Regions from separate parts of the Ovis aries genome. Here region 2 is linked to region 1. A link is a contact called in public Hi-C data. All regions are on one chromosome and are shown on one strand. Each heading gives the region's core, a stretch centred on a gene start, on an enhancer-like site or on the middle of the called end of the contact. The rest is flanking DNA. Distances are from core to core; before and after follow the strand shown.

The links. Hi-C and Micro-C count contacts between places; a contact is called where the count stands out from the background.
Region 2: a contact with region 1 is called in a Hi-C map of mixed tissues, with 4 times the contacts expected there. The contact joins two enhancer-like sites. A contact is called at or near these places in 10 of 16 Hi-C or Micro-C datasets (hypothalamus, liver, mesenteric adipose tissue and 6 more).

What each region holds. Positions count from the first base shown.
Region 1 is chr7:12,126,547-12,133,792 of ARS-UI_Ramb_v3.0, forward strand. No RefSeq gene overlaps it. Among named protein-coding and RNA genes, the nearest start is that of TRNAG-UCC, 9.8 kb to the left of the region's middle. Within about 2 kb of position 4,080, at least 7 of the 54 cell types and tissues checked have an H3K27ac peak or open chromatin away from gene starts, as enhancers often do.
Region 2 is chr7:12,187,129-12,194,212 of ARS-UI_Ramb_v3.0, forward strand. It overlaps PARP16 (poly(ADP-ribose) polymerase family member 16), which reads right to left. Exons shown (of 7, transcript XM_042252046.1): 5 at 4,653-4,824; 6 at 3,096-3,237; 7 at 316-1,739. The coding sequence ends at 1,601. The region is part of intron 2 of LOC121819941 (a long non-coding RNA gene); the gene reads left to right. Among named protein-coding and RNA genes, the nearest start is that of PARP16, 23 kb to the right of the region's middle. Within about 2 kb of position 4,658, at least 8 of the 54 cell types and tissues checked have an H3K27ac peak or open chromatin away from gene starts, as enhancers often do.

The sequences.
Region 1 (7,246 bases), core at 2,830-5,329:
ATACCAGTAAAATTAGCTTGCATGGTACTAGAGTATTTTTCCTTCTAACGGAAAGTTGCTAGGGGCCATTTATTTAGAGCCTTAGAGAAAAGAAATCCACCAAGGTAACCTAGGAGTACTGGACAGAGGTAACTAGCCACAAACCCAGAAACTGGATTGAGTTTTGAAACTTGCAAATAATTGAGCCCAAGGAAAAAAATATATTTGGTTCACAAGTAAAAGTATGAGTAATTGTCTAAGTAATTAGTATACCAAGTAATTACTAATTACTAGGACCACAGCCTTGTCTAACTCAATGAAACTAAGCCATGCCCGCGGGGCAACCCAAGACAGGTGGGTCATGGTGGATAGGTCTGACAGAATGTGGTCCACTGGAGAAGGGAATGGCAAACCACTTCAGTATTCTTGCCTTGAGAACCCCATGAACAGCATGAAAAGGCAAAATGATAGGATACTGAAAGAGGAACTCCCTAGGTCAGTAGGTGCCCAACACGCTACTGGAGATCAGTGGAGAAATAACTCCAGAAAGAATAAAGGGATGGAGCCAAAGGAAAAACAATACCCAGCTGTGGATGTCACTGGTGATAGAAGCAAGGTGTGATGCTGTAAAGAGCAATATTGCATAGGAACCTGGAATGTCAGGTCCATGAAACAAGGCAAATTGGAAGTGGTCAAACAAGAGAGGGCAAGAGTGAATGTCGACATTCTAGGAATCAGTGAACTAAAATGGACTGGAATGGGTGAATTTAACTCAGATGACCATTATATCTACTACTGCAGGCAGGAATTCCTCAGAAGAAATGGAGTAGCCATCATGGTCAACAAAAGAGTCCAAAATGCAGTACTTGGATGCAATCTCAAAAACAACAGAATGATCTCTGTTCGTTTCCAAGGCAAACCATTCAGTATCACGGTAATCCAAGTCTATGCCCCAACCAATAATGCTGAAGAAGCTGAAGTTGAACGGTTCTATGAAGACCTACAAGACCTTTTAGAACTAACACCCCAAAAAGATGTCCTTTTCATTATAGGGGACTGGAATGCAAAAGTAGGAAGTCAAGAAACACCTGGAGTAACAGGAAAATTTGGCCTTGGAATGTGGAGTGAAGCAGGGCAAAGACTAATAGAGTTTTGCCAAGAAAATGCACTGGTCATAGCAAACACCCTCTTCCAACAACACAAGAGAAGACGCTACACATGGACATCACCAGATGGTCAACACCGAAATCAGATTGATTATATTCTTTGCAGCCAAAGATGGAGAAGCCCTATACAGTCAGCAAAAACAAGACCGGGAGCTGACTGTGGCTCAGATCATGAACTCCTTATTACCAAATTCAGACTCAAACTGAAGAAAGTAGGGAAAACCGCTAGACCATTCAGGTATGACCTAAATCAAATCCCTTATGATTATACAGTGGAAGTGAGAAATAGATTTAAGGGCCTAGATCTGATAGATAGAGTGCCTGATGAACTATGGAATGAGGTTTGTGACATTGTACAGGAGACAGGGATCAAGACCATCCCCATAGAAAAGAAACGCACAAAAGCAAAATGGCTGTCTGGGGAGGCCTTACAAATAGCTGTGAAAAGAGAGGCGAAAAGCAAAGGAGAAAAGGAAAGATATCAGCATCTGAATGCAGAGTTCCGAAGAATAGCAAGAAGAGATGATAAAGCCTTCTTCAGCGATCAATGCAAAGAAATAGAGAAAAAGAACAGAATGGGAAAGACTAGGGATCTCTTCAAGAAAATTAGAGATACCAAGGGAACATTTCATGCAAAGATGGCTTGATAAAGGACAGAAATGGTCTGGACCTAACAGAAGCAGAAGATATTAAGAAGAGGTGGCAAGAATACACAGAAGAACTGTACAAAAAAGATCTTCACGACCCAGATAATCATGATGGTGTGATCACTATTCTAGAGCCAGACATCCTGGAATGTGAAGTCAAGTGGGCCTTAGAAAGCATCACTACGAACAAAGCTAGTGGAGGCGATGGAATTCCAGTTGAGCTGTTTCAAATCCTGAAAGATGATGCTGTGAAAGTGCTGCACTCAATATGCCAGCAAATTTGGAAAACTCAGCAGTGGCCACAGGACTGGAAAAGGTGAGTTTTCATTCCAATCCCAAAGAAAGGCAATGCCAAAGAATGCTCAAACTACCGCACAAGCCAGGCTTCAGCAATATGTGAACCGTGAACTTCCTGATGTTCAAGCTGGTTTTAGAAAAGGCAGAGGAACCAGAGATCAAATTGCCAACATCTGCTGGATCATGGAAAAAGCAAGAGAGTTCCAGAAAAACATCTTTTTCTGCTATTGACTATGCCAAAGCCTTTGACTGTGTGGATCACAATAAACTGTGGAAAATTCTGAAAGAGATGGGAATACCAGACCACCTGACCTGCCTCTTGAGAAATCTGTATGCAGGTCAGGAAGCAGCAGTTAGAACTGGACCTGAAACAACAGACTGGTTCCAAATAGGAAAAGGAGTACGTCAAGGCTGTATATTGTCACCCTGCTTATTTAACTTCTATGCAGAGTACATCATGAGAAATGCTGGGTTGGAAGAAGCACAAGCTGGAATCAAGATTGCCGGGAGAAATATCAATAACCTTAGATATGCAGATGACACCACCCTTATGGCAGAAAGGGAAGAGGAACTAAATAGCCTCTTGATGAAAGTGAAAGAGGAGAGTGAAAAAGTTGGCCTAAAGCTCAACATTCAGAAAACAAAGATCATGGCATCTGGTCCCATCACTTCATGGCAAATAGATGGGAAAACAGTGGCAACAGTGTCAGACCATTTTTGGGGGCTCCAAAATCACTGCAGATGGTGATTGCAGCCATGAAATTAAAAGACGCTTACTCCTTGGAAGAAAAGTTATGACCAATCTAGATAGCATATTCAAAAGCAGAGACATTACTTTGCCGACTAAGGTCCATCTAGTCAAGGCTATGGTTTTTCTTGTGGTCATGTATGGATGTGAGAGTTGGACTGTGAAGAAGGCTGAGTGCTGAAGAATTGATGCTTTTGAGCTGTGGTGTTGGAGAAGACTCTTGAGAGTCTCTTGGACTGCAAGGAGATCCAAGCAGTCCATTCTGAAGATCAGCCCTGGGATTTCTTTGGAAGGAATGATGCTAAAGCTGAAACTCCAGTACTTTGGCCACCTCATGGGAAGAGTTGACTCATTGGAAAAGACTCTGATGCTGGGAGGGATTGGGGGCAGGAGAAGGGGACGACAGAGGATGAGATGGCTGGATGGCATCACGGACTCGATGGATGTGAATCTGAGTGAACTCCGGGAGTTGGTGATGGACAGGGAGGCCTGGCGTGCTGCGATTCATGGGGTCGCAAAGAGTCAGACATGACTGAGCGACTGAACTGAACTAATTATTATACAGACTTGGTCCAGCATCTTGGGTCAGCTGTCTACTTCAGATGTCATCTTCTTGTCCTGGTCTGGTAGTATTAATCCTAGTCAAAGTTGGGTATCAGAAATAGGAGTTGCAGTTCATTCAGAAGAATGAAAGTGGCTGTAAAGAATCCTTTATCTGATGTCTTTTCCAGTATACATAATCTGCTGGTTGCGAGTCATGGCACTTATCTTCATTCAAAGATAGATAACTGTGATAAGCTTCAGAACCAAACTTTACAATAATATGGCAACAACGAACCATCTGAGAAGTGAGTCTTTAGCAGTAAATACAGACTTCAATTAACAAAACTAGAATTAAATATCCACTGAAACATGCATTTTTCTCTCTAAAATACCCTCATTTCTACCAAATATGGCCAAATTAAGACTAATCTGTGAAATAAATCTGCTTTTCACAAATTTGGCCTGATTATCTACATAAGTGTAACTGATCACATGGGCTTCCCAAGTGGCACTAGTGGTAAAGAACCTGTCTGTCAATGCAGGACTTGGATTTGATCCCTGGGTTAGGAAGATCCCCTGGAGGAGAGCACAGCTACCCACTCCAGTATTCTTATCTAGAGAATCCCATGGACAAAGGAGCCTGGTGGGCAGCAGCCCATAGCGTCATAAAGAATCAAACACGACTGAAGTGACTCAGCACACACCCATGCTATTGATCTCACAGGCTCTTTTTAAGTTGGCTGTGCTGGAACTTTTCATAAGGAATCTCAGATTAAGCTTTTGAAAGGCCTCTCAAAGGCAGGAAAGCCATGCCAAGGCCTTGTCACAGATTCTGCCTGTGGTATCTATAGATTTGGATGAATTCCTCTCATTTCCCAAGTACCTTAAGACTTCTGTACCTATTAGGAGGTAGCCTTCCTTACTTGGGCTTCTCTCATAGCTCAGTTGGTAAAGAATCCACCTGCAATGTAGGACACCCCAGATCAACTCCTGGGTCGGGAAGATCGCTGGAGAAGGGATAGGCTACCCACTCCAATATTCTTGGACTTCCCTTGTAGCTCAGCTGGTAAAGAATCCACCCGCATACCTGGGTTCGATCCCTGAGTTGAGAAGATCCCCTGGAGAAGGGAAAGGCTACCCACTCCAGTATTCTGGCCTAGAGAAGTCCATGGACTATATGGTCCAGGGGGTCACAAAGAATCAGACACAACTGAGCCACTTTCACTTTCCTTATTTGCCTGATAAAGTTACTGGCAAACTAAGAAATTATAGTTTCTGGAGGGATCAGGTAGAGAGAAAAGATAGATGCCTCATTTCCATTTATAAAGGTATAATTTTACCAAATTGCCGTAAGTCATAATTAACTGGAGGGGAAAACCAAAAAGTGATGGCCTAGATTCTGAAGGCTTTGCAGTCCCTGGTTCTAGCCCTTCCAGTTGTCTGCTGGCATCCCTCTTACTTCCAACCAAAAGCCTTGCAGTGTGCAGTCCCAGCACTACTCCTTGGCTCTAGCTGATATCCCTTTGCCTAAAATTCCTCCTGTCCTGCACTTCCTCCAACTTGTCTAAGTTCTCTCAGTCTTTCAAGCCTCTGTTCTTATCCTGACATCTAGGTGACATTTTTCTCTACCAATCTAGCTGCTGGAACTCTCCAAACTGTAGCAAATTTTCTGCCTGCAGCTTCCTTGGTTGGGAGCAGAAACTGTCTGATCAGCCCCTCTGTCTTCCTGTCTGTGCCCTTCCTCCCTGCCATCTGGCGTCTGTCTTCTTACAGTTCACTCTCAGTAACTGGGTTATCCGCCAGGGTACAGCAGGCTGAGCCCAAAACCCCGGGGCTTTTCTGAAATGAACGTTTTGTCCATCCAGTCTGCAGAGTCTCCGCAGGGGACGGGAACACCCAGTGAATCATCCGCTGTTTGTTAAAGCAAAAGCATCTTGGGAACTGTGCTCTTTAGCCTCAGTGAAGAGCAAGGAAAGGACTTCAGAGATGGTTTAGAGTCAGTCTAGACAAATGCTCCATTTAATTTTTTTCCTATTTACTTATAATTTAGATATTAGTTTTAGGTGTACAACCAACCCATTTATTTATTGATTTATTTATTTTGGCTGTGTAGAGTAGCATGTGGGTTCCTTGACCAGGGGTCGAACCCATACTCCCTGTGGTGGAAGCAGAGTCTTAACCACTAGACCACCAGGGAAGTCCTCCAACCCCTTCATTTACAGGTGAGGAAAATGACCTAACCAAAGTCAGACAGCTAGCAAGGAGTCTATCTGCCTTCAGAAGCAAAATGCTTAAAAAGTAGGTGTCATGAGCTCAACTCAACAGTGTTCCTTGTCGGAAGGAGAGGTATCTGCCTTCCCCTCCCAACCGCCACCTTCCTGGTTTTGCCCACAGTTTCTGCTTGTGGCCCTTGCCTCTGACAAACCACAGCTTCAGCATGCCAGGTCCTATCACTCAGACGTCAAAGTACACGCCACCTCCTCTAAGAAGCCTCCTCTGGCCACCACCCCCTCCACAGCTGGTGCCACTGTGTGTGGGTTTTCTTTTTCTTTTTGGCTGCATTGAGTCTTAGTTGTGGCATGTGGGATTCTCTAGTTGTGGTGAGCAGACTTAGTTGCCCTGTGGCATGTGGGATCTCAGTTCCCAGGCCAGGGATCAAACCCCACGTCCCCTGCATTGCAAGGCAGATTCTTAACCACTGGACCACCTGGAAAGTCCATGTAGTATATTTTATATACTCATGAAGACCTCTCTACTTGCACACATGGCTTTGCATAGAATAGGCACTCAATAAATATTTGATGAGCAAGAAAAAAAAATGGACTCCAGCAGCTGCCACTTGCTAGAGTCCATTTATTCAGGTCCTCAAAGGAGAACAGAAAGGGAAGGCCAGGGGTTGGGAGCCCAGTCATCCCACTTTCCCCAGCAACCCCTTCTGATGAGTTTGCAGGAAACTGGACGAGCAGGTTGAAGCTGTGAGGCAGCTGTGCTATAGATAGCTGAGCCTGACTCCTTGGCAGGGGCAGTCAAAACTGCTCCCGCTGTTATCCCACCCAGTGTAGTCAGTGGGAGCCACTCCCTGGGAAGTATAGCCTGGAAGTAGGTTAAGGAGCAGTCACAAAGCTTCAAGGCCCTAGCCCTGCATACACTCACTCTCAGAGGTCATGGGAGTGGGGTGCTTAGCCGGGGAAATTTCTAGTCAATTATGAACCAAACCCCTGGGAACTGGGCAGATACTGATCCAAGATTATAAATCCAAGCCAGACCGGAGGTGGCCAAAATGAGCTGAACCAGGCCTGCTAGGGGATCAGGGACAGCATTTTGTCCTGATTGTAAGTGATGCCCTCTCCTCACCCCTTGACCTCTTTTGTAATAGATTCTGGAGAGGTTGGGAAAGAGGCCATCAGTGCATCTTACTCAACCCTGGCTGTTGATGCCTCCAGGATCACTCTGGCACCATCTAGGGCCTCTGATATACTATTTTAAACCAAACACCTTTTCCAAAAAGAAAAAAAAAAAAAAACCCTGTCCATTTGAACCAGTCATTTTACTCAAGGGACAGAGGCCATTATACACAACAGAGGTCTGGTGTCTGAAAAAGCTGAGCATCTTTAGAAGAACTTGGAATGAAAAAAATAAAAAGCCCATCCTTCTGAGTGAGGCCAGCCAACCCAGCTAGAGAAGGCAGCACACTGTGGGGAGTTGCCAAAGGACCACTGGGCCAGCGTGCCAGACCCTGGGCCAAACCATTGTATAAGCTCCACGGTATTGGAAGGGATAAAAAAAAAAAAAAATCAGGACATGTTTTCAGCTTTGTTCAGGGGCCCAGAACATGCTTTCAACTCCAGGAATCTCTGCTCTTCTCT
Region 2 (7,084 bases), core at 3,408-5,907, 61 kb after region 1:
TCCTTTATAATATCCTATAATGCCAACTTCACTCCTGAGAATGTCTGCTGGTCTGTCTACCTTGCTAGACTGTCAGTTCCATGAGGGGAGGGGCAGTTGGACCTGATGCTGCTCCTATTTCTAGTGCCTGGTACACAGTAGGTGCTCACATTTGCTAAATCAGTGACTATAAATGTAATGCCTATGGATATCCTAGAGATACATACTCTCCAGAAAATGGCTACCCCAAACATGGAAGCAAAGAGAGGATGAAATTCTTCACAACGAATACACAGCAGCCTCGCATTAAGGCTGAAAAGCAGTCACAAAGGCAACTTGGAAATTAGGAAAATATCTTTATTATTTCTGAAATGTTCCAATATTCAATGTAGAAACCATGATAGTGGCTTTTTCACAACTTCACAAATTATAGAAAAATGACTTTCCATCTTCTTTCTTTACAGAAATCTCCCCCCAAAATCAGGGCTCCGTGATGGCTGACACTGGGCAGGAAGGAGGGGCAGAGAATACAGCAGGTAGAACCAGTGCTCCCGGAGCAGCCTGAGGCTTTTCCTGTGCATTTAAAGCTCAGGCTGAGTCTCAGAGACCCGCAGGCCCTGGGAGGGAGGCGTGGCCCCCACACACCTGTGGCACACTGAGGCCAGCCTCTGCTTCAAAGGCCGGCCACCCCCAGAAGGCCTGCAGTGTGGCACTTGTGGCTGATGGGCCACAATCAAGGCAGCTTCGTGAGAACGAGAGCAGGAGGCAGGCCTGCAGCTCAAATCTTTTTTCTCTAAAGCATGGCCAGGAAAGAGGCTGTGGGCGCTGGCCAAATGGTGCTCTAGGTTTAGAAATTTCCCCCTTTAGCTCATAAAAACAAATTGTCAAATAGTTATTCTTTAAAAAAATCAGAAAACAAACATTTGGTTCCATTTAGGCTGTAATCAGCAATTGGTAATTTTTAGAAAAAGACGACTTGCGTTGCTCATCGTTTTTATCGGGTCTCTGACTCCTTCCTTTCTCATCCGCGGCTGGGTGGAGGGGTTACAGCTGTAGCAGAGGACTGTTTGTTGACGTGAGAAAACTGTGAAAAGTGTTTTGCACTCGCATACAAAGGCTGATGGAATTCAAAACGATCCCACTGAGTTTTATGAGAAACAGGACTGTTCCTCTTGGGTGTCTCAAGTCAAAACAAGGCAACTGCCTAGTGATTTATAGTCCCCACTACACATTTTCTGCCTTCCAAGAAGGCATTAGAGAAGGGCCGATGTCCACCAGAAGCAACTGTAAACACCTCACAGACAGCCTGGACACTTTGTTTTCAAATGCAGCAGGACTTTCTCCTTTGGCCCTGGCAAAAAAGCCAACTCCCTAAGACTGTTTAGGAAGGAACAGACAGGAAATCTCCCCCAAAAGCTAAGAGGGGCCAGTGCCCTCTGTTGACTAGAGTGGCGGAGAGCATCGTCAAAGGCAATTGATACATTTATGGCATATGAAAATTGTCCTGTGGTCCCCAGGTGGCCCCCAGGTTTGACCTGGCTGGATGGGGGGCACAGGAGATACAGAACAAGTTATCATAAGGCACGTGATCGAGGTGGCCCCCACACCAGGCCCAGAAAGATTATCTCTTCGCACGATTCCAGAAGTGTTGGAAAGCTGAGGAGTTGATGACACTCACTGCGAGCAGCAGCAGCAGATACAGGGTGATCATGACCGTAAACCAATGGCTGGAGACCCAGGAGAGCTGGCTGGAAGCCCTGCTTCAGCGGCGAGAGGGGGTGGGGGAATGTTGGAACAAAGAGAAAAATATTTTTTTAAAGGGTATGCAACAACTTCTGGCTCAGAGAAGATGAAATGATGAATTTCGTCCTCCGAGTGAGCCATGAAATGAAGCTTCATGCGTGCTCCTTTGCTCAAAAAATCTGGAGCTGTTTGCCCTGGCACTGACATGCCTTTCACCAGAACAATTTCTAAATGTACAAAGACAGCTATGCAATGAGCTCATCCTAATCTTTTCTTTTATAGCTCCTCTTGTACCTTTTATAACCAGTCTTTTCTTAAGCAAGACCATGGTATCTAAACAGATGACCTTGCTAAGGCAGATGACCAGATGGCGGCAGGTGGCAGGGTATTTAGCACAAAGCTTTTCACTTTCAGACATGCACAGATATCACTCTGAGCAGGGGAAATCCTCTCTGACCCACTGGGAGATGATCTAAGCCATCCAAATGTGCAGTACAGAGACACTGCAGGAAGGAGTGGGAAAAGAATGGAATTTTCAAGTAGAAAAAGCCAGATGATTCTAAAGCACAGAATACTGTCCCCCAAACTTAGGAACCCTGTACATACTTCCCAGATTTAAGGGGAGATGATTTTACTAGTTTATTGAATCCTGAAGCATAGAAGCCACTGGTATAGATAAGCAGGAGTTGGGAGTATTAACAATAACCCTTTCCCTGTCTAACCTGCTTACCTGTTGCTCATCCCCATGAGAAACTCTACCAACAATGCAACAAAATCTCAAAGTGACCCTCAACCCCAGAGAGCCCTGCCAAACCCCCAAATACACCCTGCTGGAACAGCGTGAGGAATCGCCACTCTCAGGTTCGTGTGGGGCAGGATGGCCTCATCTGCTATTGGATTCGACACTCTAATTTTAGAGATAAAGATGAAGCATCTCAGGTCCAAAAAGGAGCAGGTGGCGGTCTGAGAGTCACTGTGGAAAGTGACTGAGCCGGACAGCACAGAATCAGAATTCCAGCTCAATCCTGGCCCCAATCTACCTCTCAGTTCAGCCCAGTCAGTGGATTTCAGCCTCGTGATCAGAGCCTAGGTGGCTAAGGGGCTTCACGGTTCGGCTTCATTCAGTCCCTCAAGTCATTGTGTTAACAAAGCCATTCCTCACTGTAATACCCAGTCCCCTAGGGCCAGGACCACATTTTATTCAACGTATTCCTCCCTCCTCACCCCTTACATGAAGCAGAGTGCTTTATGTATTTTATACATAGCTGCGGTTTAGACTGAGGGAGAGGGGCCGCTGACAACCAGGAACCCGCTCCTATGAACACAGCCCTTGGCTGTCCTCCTGGATTTCGTGCAGCAACTGTCCGTCTCACCTGTTGGGCTGCTTCTGCGAGTACACCAGCAGGTACTTCACGCGCAAGAGCTGGTTATTAGTGACCACAAAGTACTTTGGAGGGACGTCGCCCCCTTCACTGTGCTTGATTCTCGCTCTCCTGCGATCTATCTCCTTGGAATCTGAATAAGGAGAAAAAGCACAACTTTACAGGGGGAAATACAATAACAAAAGCAAACTACGAGTAGAAACGAGTCAAGCCTCCTGGTCCTGAGGGTGGAGAGGCCCCAGCAGGCAGAGGAATGGCCTGTGTACGGGAAGCAGGACTAAAATACAGGAGAGTCCCACAGACAGACCACCAGGAAGAGGGAAAAGGGAATAGGAAAATAAAAAAAGATACAAAAGGGTAAAAAAGAAGAAGACTGAGTGGGGAAAGCAGAGGGAAGCAGCAGACTGATGGCCACAACAAAAAAATCATCCGGGGCTAGCAGCTAGCAACAGGACTTGATCTAGAACAAGCCTTTTAACAGGCATTTTAAATTAACCATTCTGGATTCGAGCTTCCTAGAACACTCATCTTCCACCCTTCATACCATGACTTGTTTAAAAAAAACAGAAACCCTTTCCTTTTAGTAACATGAAAAAGCTGTATGAAAAAGAACCAGAAAAACAACAATCAAAAAAGTCCGCAACAGGCCGAAGCTTTGTGACAGCAGACATTACCAGGTCTTGTCCTGATGTTTAATGTCATGGTGTGCAGACTTCCTAAGAATTATACAAACGAATATTCATGCTGTCTGGTTTGGGAGAGTGGCGTCAGACCTGGGCCCGTTCCCCAGGATTCCAGTTGTTTTACATTAGGGGCCGGGAACAGTGTTCTCAATTCTCCTTCTCTCAGTGGAACCAACAGGCCAGCTCTGGAGTCTAGAATGACAGTTCTGTGACTTCTCTGCCTTTCAGGACGAAACAGCAGGGGGCAGAGCCTTAAGGGACAGATCAGGAGAGCGGACTGAGGGGCCTGCTGGTCATCTGCTCACTGGGGAGCCCAGGATTTACCCCCATGGCCTCAGCTGCCCCTCACATCCTCCTGGGGCTCCAGCACACACCAGAGCGGCCTGGAGGAACAGGGCAAGACACAACCTTAGCTTCAGTTTAGCAAATGTTTACTGAATGTCAAGTACGTACCAGGCTCCCTGCTGACAATAGGTGCCCAAGAGTGAATGAGACCCAGTTTCTGCCTTCAAGGAGCCTGTGCTCTGGCCTCGCAGGTTCATTTTCCTCTTCTCTACCCCAAAGCTTTCCCTGAGCACTTGGACCCACCGTGACTGCCCTCTCCTCTGAGCTATCCCATGGACCTTATCAGCACTCTCAGCTGGCACTACTGACCTACTGCCTTGTAGTAGATGATACCCTTTTCACCTTGTGTTCAGTCCTTAAGGAGACGGCTCACTCCCTGAAGGCAGGCTCTATCCTACACTGCTCTGCACCCAACCCATCCCTTGCCATGCAACGGGTGTTCCACCCAACAGCTGGGCCAAAGGCAAGAGCCTGACACCCAGAGGCCTGCAGCCCAGGGCAGGGCCAAGCGCTTACTCACCCTTCTTCTTCGTTTGGCACTTGACGTCTGGATGGTCAATGACCTCGCACACAGCCACGCAGCTAAGGATGGGGCCAAGGAGACTGTGCTGCCACCCGTGGCCATGGGGGCTATAAATGAGGGCCAGGCTCAGGTCACTGGTGAGGTAGGTCCCTTCCCCAAACAAGGATGTCTGGAACAGCGGAGATCAACAGAAAACGAACAGGGCTGGGTGAGTGCCGAGTGGGGGCAGCAAAACAACACAGGTCTTTCTTCAGTAGAGCTGTTAACACAAAGTCTCCCAGCCTCTCCTGACCCCAGGAAAAGACATAAGATCAAACAATCCCATGACATCATCACAGGGATATTACAAAACACATTCCTATCTGACCACAGTTTAACTGATTGTGGATGTGGCTGACTAACCTGGCAAACTAGTAGTTCTAGTGCTTAAGGCTGAGTAAGAAAAACACAGGTGTTAAGAGCCCAAACGGACCCACATTTGAACCCTGTCTACCCTTCTAACAAGATAGCAAGTAATATAAATTCTCCGGGCCTCAGTTTCCACACCTGCAAAGTGGTGATGATGATCTCTTCTTCACAAGGTCATGGGCAAGGATTCAACGAGACGACGCACATGAAGCACCACACAGAATACCTGGCACGAGAGAGCAGTGGCTATTCCATCACAGATAGGCTCTTGTGTCTTAGGCAATCAGTAATTCCTGCTACATGACTGGATTAAGCATGGTGACACTCACAGGCTTGCAGAAGCAAAGTCATGCCCCTGTGTGCAGGGAGAGGGCGGTCACACCTAAGTGACTAGGGGAAGTGATCTGAGTCATTACTTGGAAAAGAATCTCTCAGACCAGACACTGTAACGAAATAAGGCAGGGCTATATGAGAAGCAGGGTTAAGTTCTGTGTTGGTGCAGACCAAGAAAAGGTCCAAAATTCTAGGAGGCAGATCGCTGGCGGCAGGTGCTAACTTGCTGTCCTCCACAAGGAAGCATGCCACGTAAAAGAGAAGGCTCTCAGGTGAAATACCTGCACGCTGAGGCCACAGCAGGCATAGCAAACACATCCTTTGCCCATGTAGACATCAATAATCAATCACGATGCCAACTTAAAAATATCAATCATGGCACTCATTCATACTGATTCAGACTCCTCACACAATATTCCAAGTAACTGCTACCAGTGGGTGGAATTTGACATAAGTTGTAATTCAAATTCTATCTCTGGGCCTCAGTGTCAGTCTCTTAAGATGACTGAATGGACTTACATAGCTCAGTGAACATCCTCTACTTGAGAACTGAGAAACATCCTATTCAGCAGCACCAGGCTTCCACAATTCTCAACCAATTAAGTGAAGCTTAGGGGAAACAAAACAAGCCTCTGCTTGGCCATTTTACAATGTCCCCATTATCTCAAAAGCTAGCACAGACCTCCAAGGAGGAAATGTCTCTGATCTGACCCTACAGCCATTTCTGCTTATGCCTCCCATGTATACACAATTCCCTAGACTCAAGAACCATGCACAGGGGAGCACAAAGCAGGAAACTTGGGAGTATCTCTACCAAGGAAACACTCTTAGAGCTTCAGCTGGCAGGCAGGCTCCCTCAAGCAAGCCCCTCACTGAAAACCCAGACAGAGGCGGCCAGAAGAACATCCACTTCACCAAAGGGCTCTGATGAGATGCTTCTAAGCAACAAACCCCTCAACCAAGCAAAGGCTTGGTTACAAGACTGGAATCAGCAGGCAACTTCTTCAGACGTGCTCTAGTGTGAAGTGTAGGGCCCCTGGATTCCAGTAGCCTGGCCATAATAATAAGCCGAGAGCCAGAGTAAACAGGCCTGTCCTCCTCAACACAACTCAACTGCGATAATCAGCTGCAGCAGTGTTGGAAAAGTCTCTCCTGCCTTGGAGCTGCATCAGCTACAAATGAGCCCACAGCTCATGGAACCAACCCCCAGACAAGGCCGATGCTGGCACAACCGAGGGAGAAGCTGCACCCTCCAACCACCCCCCCAGTCCCTCTCCTTCAGCCTCTAAAAGAAGCCACTGCTTCCTTAGTGCTTAAGTACAGGAAGAGCCCTTTGCATATGTGAAGTATTTCAGTCCTGTCAGGACACCAGAAGGTGGGGAATGGCATCCTATTTTACAGATGAGGACCCCGAGGCTCTGAGAGATTAAGTAAATTTACCCATTTTAAAAAAGGGAGCAAAGGGACTTCCCTCATGGTACAGTGGTTAAGAGTCTGCCTGCCAATGAAGGGGACACATTTGATTCCTGGGCTGGGAAGATTCCACATGGCGTGGGGCAATCAAGCCTGCACACCCCAGTGAAGAGTGGGCCCCGTCTGCCCCAGCTAGAGAAAGCCCATGCGCAGCAATGATGACCCAGCACAGGGCCCTTCCCTAAAAAAGAGGTGCGGGGGAGCTCAAGGAGGGA